2 separate regions of the Mus musculus genome follow, and region 1 is linked to region 2. A link is a contact called in public promoter capture Hi-C data. All regions are on one chromosome and are shown on one strand. The core of a region is the stretch at or near the end of the contact, and the rest is flanking DNA. Distances in the headings are between cores, read along the strand shown.

Region 1 (3,079 bases), core at 433-2,932, 140 kb after region 2:
GTCCCTGCCTCTGGCTATGCTCTCCCTTGTATCTACAATAAACTTTCTCCGCCACCACACCCAGAAGTCATGTCCTTTCCTTTCTATTTTTTTCCATTCAAAACTTTTGATTGTGACCTAGTAACATAAATTTCCAGGTTCTGGGCTCCAGAGCCATAAGAAGATGAGGGGGCAAGGTACTGCTTCTATTTTTATTACATTTACGAAAGAGAGAGGCTGTGCGTGTGTGCGTGTGTGTGTGTGTGTGTGTGTGTGTGTGTGTGTGTGTGTGTGTGTGTTTGCAAAAATCCATTCTTTCCACCATGTGGGATCCAGGAGATCTGAACTTAGGTCACTGGGTTTGGTGGCAAGCACCCTTACCCATTGAGCCCTGTCATTGGCCCCAGAATTCTGATGTTTTAACTACTGAGCCTGTGGTCAGCTTTGTTGTAGCGATTACTGGAAATGCACATGCTCAAAGGCCAGCAAGCACTGAAGCTTGCCTAAACTGCCCTTGGGCTGGGCTGCTTTCCAGTTACCTCACCCTGAAGCTGTGACAAAAGAGGACCAGCTAGCCAGGGGCAAGAATGTACCTTGCTCCATTTACAGGGGCGAGGCCTGTGCAGAAGTGTCTCAGAAAACAGCCTCTGGGGGCTGCTGAGCACCTAAAGGCACTTACCTAAAGAACTAAGTTCGATCCCTGGGACCCACATGATAAAAGGAGTCAACTGATTACTGGAAGCTGCCCTCTGACCTCCACACAAGGACAGTGGCATATGTGGGACATGTGTGGGCCCCACCAATAAATGAATAAGCACATAAATAAGTAAATAAATAAATGGAGTAAAAATTGTAAAACAAACACACCCTCTCAACTGATCTACATATTTGCCTGTAGTCTCTTCCTCTCTCATCATTCTTTTTTTTTTTTTTTTAAAGATTTATTTATTATTATAATTAAGTACACTGTAGCTGTCTTCAGGCACACCAGAAGAGAGTGTCAGATCTCATTACGGATGGTTGTGAGCCACCATGTGGTTGCTGGGATTTGAACTCAGGACCTTCGGAAGAGCAGTCAGTGCTCTTAACCGCTGAGCCATCTCTCCAGCCCCCTCTCTCTCATCATTCTTACAGTAATTTAATTATAATTTCTCATCGGCCAACCTCAAATAAAAAACAGATCCCCTTTTTTTTTTTTTAATCAAGACCTTTAATGCTTTGGCCTCCCCTCCCACCTTTGTAGTCTACCTTCTCCCAGTCTCTCACCCCTCCCACTTTACCATACTTCTCATCTTTGGCAATTTAAGTGAGACCCTTACCTCAAAGTAAAAACCAAAAAAACCTAAACAAACAAACAAAATATAAAGAGGGCTGGGGGCATGACTCAGCAGTAGAGCCCTGCCTAGAATCCTCCAGTAAGGGGCTGGGGGCGTGGCTCAGCGGTAGAGCCCCTGCCTAGAATCCCCCAGGGAGGGCCTGGGGGCGTGGCTCAGTGGTGGAGCACCTGCCTAGAATCCTCCAGTGAGGGGCTGGGGGCGTGGCTCAGTGACAGTGCTTTCCTAGCAGGTGTGAAAGCCTCAGTACCACACATAAAAGAAAGTTTTATGGAAAAGGGAGAAAGCTGCCATTCTTTGACAAGTATATAGACCAGTGGATGTGTCCTGGTGGAGGCTGACACCTACTGGTGACCAGATTTGTGCAGCCTGGCCCTACACATTCCACACCACAGGCCTTGGGGGCCAGGCCAGGGTAGGGCGTTGATACAGAGCATTGCGTTGTAAAGGTGATCAATTTCAGTAATTCCCAGTGATAAGCTTAGTAATCAAACAATGCTTGTCAAAGGGCTTGTAGCCTTAGTTGTTACGCTATTGTTTTTAAAAATAAAGTCTCTCTCTACAGGGCTGCAGTGTTTACAAAATACCTTTTGGTCTATTGTCTCGTTCAATCCTACGCGCATCCGGGAGGCTGGGGCAGAAGGCATTGTTATGACTACGGAGATACATGCTGATATAAGGAGCAGTGACCATGGAACCTGGGGATAAGCAGGGATAGGCCAGAGGTCCCTGGATTTGTTTTGTTTTGTTTTTTGTATTTTTTTCAACTGTTTATTTGTGGTTGTGAGCCTCCTCCGTGTGGGTGTTGAGAATCAAACCCAGGTCCTCTGGAAGAGCAGGCAGTACTCTTAACCACAGAGCCACCATCTCTCTAGCTCCTGACCTGCCTCAAGGGTGCTGGGGACCCAGGTGTGCACTGCCACACCCACCTTAAGTTTCTTCAACTTTGTATACTATGCTTTAATATCTGCAGTGAAGAGATGGGACTAGGTTGTGGCTCAGTGGGTAGCATCCTTACCTAGCACGCATGAAGCTCTGAGCTCCATTCCAGTGTCACATCAACCCACCATGGCAGAACACAGCCCTCAGGAGGCAGAGGCAGGGGGATTAGACATTCAAGCTCATCTTTGGCTACCTTAGCGAGTTGAAGTCTAGCCTGGACTACAGGAGACACATTTCAAAACATCCAACGTGGGTTGGAGAGATGGCCCATCAGATAAAGGCTCGTGCCTGGAGAGGCTTTGGCAAGCTGAGTTCGAACCCTGGAGCCCATGTGAAGGCAAAATGGAGAGAACAGACTCCACATCGTTGTCCTCTGACCTTCATGTGTGTGCCACGGCAGATATGTGCACACACAAGAATAATTAAATAAATAGAAACATTAGGAAAGATGGAAGAGAAGGTGATATGAAGGAAGGGGTAACAGAAGAGCAGAGAGACAGCTCAGCGGTTAAGGGCATTCACCGCTGCTGTGTCAGAGGGCCAGGGTTTGGAGTGTGTAGCATCTACAACAGATGGCTCACAAATACCACTAACTCCAGCTCCGGGGAATTTGCGCCTCCTTCTGGCCTCTGTGAACACCTGCGCACTCTGCACACACATGCACAGCACAGACACACACAAATAAAATCATACAATAAGTCTTTGTTGTTTGTTGAAACAAGATTTCTCTGTGTCGCCCTGGGCTGTCCCCCTTCAAACTCAGAGATAAGCCCGTCTCTCCTTCCTGGGTGCTGGAACTACAGGTGCCTGCCACCACACCCGGC
Region 2 (3,307 bases), core at 25-2,524:
CAAACAAACAAACAAACAAATCTTTAAAGAAAAAATTAAAACAAAGGCATATGCCAGCAATTTGGGAGGTAAAGCAGGCAGCTCTCTGTGAATTCGAGGCCAGCCTGGTCTTCAAAGGGAGTTTCACAGAGAAACCAGTCTTGAAAAACAAACAACAACAACAAAACAACAACAACCCCACCACTCCACCCCCAAAACAAAACAAACAAGAAAATCAAAACCACAAACAAAACCAGATAAACAACAACAAAACAGGCAGAGGATGTGGCCCAGTTGGTAGAATGTCTGAGTAGCATGTAGAAGGCCCAGGGTTCCATCCCCAGCACCTCAGAACCAGGCATGTTAGCAGACACGAGTAGTCTAAGCATTTGGGAGGTGACACAAAAGTTCTAAGTCATCTTTGGTTACATACGGTCTGAGGCCTGCAGACATGAGATTGCTTCTCAAAACCAAACCCTCTTTGTTCAGGGGAAACACAGCCAGTCCCATAAAACGCCGTATTTTGTAAATATGCAATCACTCACTGAAGGTACTCAGGTTCCAGGTTCAATCCCTGGTACCTGGAAACAACACCTTGACCCTGCCAAGAGGGTTGGTGTACATTCCCAGGGCTCTGTCCCTAGCACACTATAAAACGTAGTGGTGGCCAACCATTAGCCCAGGACTTGAAAGGCAGAAACAGGAAGATCAGAAGTTCAGGGTCAACCTCAGCTAGAGCGGCAGTTAAGAGGCCAGTCTGGGTTGCATGAGACCCTGTCTTAAAAAACAAAACAAAACAAAACAAAACAAAAAAAACAAAAACAAACTTAACCCAAGGACAAAAGAGCAGCCAGCAGCGGCCTCCATACCCAGCACAGAAGCGTCAGGTGTCACGGTATCGCCAGTGCCCTCTCGGATGATGTCCTTCAGCACACCTCGGTCCCCGGAGATGTCCAACATGCGTTGACTTAGTCGCTCATAGGGAGACTGGTGGAGAGAAAGCCACAGGCCTCAGAGGTGGAAGCCGCTTGCCTCATCGCCTCAGGCCAGCGCCATGGTCCCGCCCTCACCTGGCCTAGGATGCCAGCCCCTTCCAGGGCTCCCGGGTCTCGGGTGCTGCCACCCATGGCCGCGCTCCAGGTGCTCCCCAGCTCGTGCTCCCAGGCTCCCGAACCCCGCTCCGTACCTGGCAGTCGTCTCGCGACGGTGGGATTCCGTTCCTGAGGCGCGAGAAGACGCTCATCTTGCCGCACAACTGTCTCCAAAGGCCTTGCCGGAAACGACCCCGGAAGTCAGGCACCACGCGGGCTGTGCACGAGAGAAACGGCACGTGATCGATAGACGCAGCGAGCATGCGAGCATGCGCTGAGGGTCTCCCAGCACGCGCTGCACACGTGATGGCAGGCGCAAAGCAGGATGGAGCCCTGGGAGGGCTTCGGACAAAGCATTTTATGCGGCACAAAAAAAGCCTTTCCTTTGGTCTCAATGTTATGCTTGGCGTTCTGTCACAAAAGCAAAACACATTGCTACAAAATTAGTGACTGAAACCAACGCATGCTTTTTGCCTCGCGGTTGTCTTAGATGCTCAATAGCTTATTTGTATGTGGCCTGGCGATAAAAGTGGTCATTATTAGGCAAGCGATCTACGACTGAGTCACAGCCCCAGGAGGATACAAGTACGTGGCCCTCCTCCGAACTAGGCATCCAGTTGCTTTACCGAGGAGTCCAGGCAAGCTTTCTGCTGATGAGCTATGTCTCCAACCCGAGAGTTCACCTTTCCTTCCTTCCTTCCTTTTTCTTTTCTTTCTTTCTCTTTCTTTCTTCCTTCCTCCCTCCTTCCCTCCCTCCTTACTTTACTTCTTTCTTTCTTTCTTTCTTTCTTTCTTTCTTTCTTTCTTTCTTTCTTCTTTCTCTCTCTCTCTCTCTCTCTCTCTCTCTCTCTCTCTCTCTCACAAAGAGGATCTCACTATGTAGTCTTGTGGGCCAGGAACTAGCTAGGCAGAATACGCTGGCCTGGAGAAGTCACAGAGATCCACCTGCCTCTGTCTCCCAAGTGCTGGGAATCAAGATGTTTGCTACCACAGCTGGCTCCAAGATTTCACATGTTAAAAGTTCATATTTTAGTAACATTGACAGAAAGAGTCAAAGAGTACTGTTCACATCAAATTCACAAACAGACCCCATAAGATAGGGAGATAATTCAGGAGTAGAGCGCTTTTGTAGCATGCTCAAGACCCTGGTTCTATCTCCCAGCAAGGCAAGAAACAAACAATGGCAATCAAGATAGCCAAGTGGGTAAGGTGTCTGCCACCAACCTTGACAGCCAAGACCTACAGGTGGAAGGGGAGAACTGACTATTGCAAGTTTTATCCCCTGGTTTCTCATGCATAAGGTGGCCTGCACCTGCAAGCACACACAATAAATGTTAAAATACATACATACATACATACATACATACATACATACGGGCAGCTGGTAGGAGGATACGAACCAGAACGGTAACTGTGTTGATTGCAGAGCCTGTTCTGGCAGGAGGCAAAGGACTGACTCTGCAAATTCTCTACAACTAGATTTTTTTGTTTTGTTTTGCTTTTGAGATAGTCTCATGAGGTCCAGGATGGCCTTGGGTGTGCTACATAGCCTGAGAATGAACTTGACTTCTGGCCTCCGGTCAGCATTTCCCAAGTTCTGGGATTATAGGTGTTCAACACTCTGTCCAGTTTACAACTTGACCTTGAGCATGAGTGTACACAAATAAGATAAAAGTTACACTGCGTGGTTAAGATCTGTTCACATGTTACACCTCGAATGAGAAAAATCAGAGTAAGCAGCGTATTTTATCATTGCTGTGTGTGTGACCCAAACTTAGAAAACGAGAAAAATCTAAATAAATAAAATACCTTTAAACTTCCGGGTTGAGGTATTCAGAAAGCTGCTCGTCATACAAAGCTTATACCTGCTTGTGCTCCGAGCTGGCGCACGGTCTCAGCCCTTCCCCCATCCTGGGCAAGGCCACACAATCTGCCTGTGTAGGTTATCGTAAGGGAACCCAACAGAGGCCGCCGCCTCAGTCTCGTGGTGTGTGACCCACTTCCCACCTGATTCTGGATGACCTTGGGACACAGGTGTTGCCGGGAAAGGGGAGGGGATGGGAGAAGGGGCAGACACCAGGCAGTGGCATCTATGTCCAGCTGGCTGCCCCGGGTCTCCGTGTCAGCTTCCCCATTCTGGGAGGAAGGAAAGGCTTCAGTGACCAGAGAGAGCTGCTTGTTTGAGGCCCTAGTGGGAGGCCTGCTGGACCACAAGAAATCAGGTAATGCGGTAGTGG

What was found. Promoter capture Hi-C pulls out the DNA fragments that hold promoters and counts their contacts.
Region 1: a promoter capture Hi-C map of embryonic stem cells shows a contact between it and region 2, with 2.6 times the contacts expected there. The contact joins the enhancer-like site here to the promoter of Fkbp6 in region 2. A contact is called at or near these places in 3 of 39 promoter capture datasets (the C10 cell line, the HPC-7 cell line and embryonic stem cells), 5 of 484 Hi-C or Micro-C datasets (the Ba/F3 cell line, Sertoli cells, bone marrow-derived macrophages and 2 more), 4 of 115 datasets of contacts at active chromatin or transcription factors (the 230-238 cell line, embryonic stem cells, extraembryonic endoderm stem cells and 1 more) and 3 of 9 other capture datasets (adipose tissue, liver and pancreatic islet).

The regions. Positions count from the first base shown.
Region 1 is chr5:135,492,794-135,495,872 of GRCm38.p6, forward strand. All of the region lies in intron 1 of Hip1 (huntingtin interacting protein 1), which reads right to left. Among named protein-coding and RNA genes, the nearest start is that of Gm52790, 42 kb to the right of the region's middle. Within about 2 kb of position 1,683, at least 28 of the 459 cell types and tissues checked have an H3K27ac peak or open chromatin away from gene starts, as enhancers often do. A contact at or near this core is called in bone marrow-derived macrophages, cardiomyocytes, embryonic stem cells and 2 more, where this site is marked.
Region 2 is chr5:135,348,770-135,352,076 of GRCm38.p6, forward strand. Fkbp6 (FK506 binding protein 6) reads right to left here and starts at 1,275. Exons shown (of 8, transcript NM_001277891.1): 1 at 1,166-1,275; 2 at 849-966. The coding sequence starts at 1,222. It also overlaps a transcript of Trim50 not described here.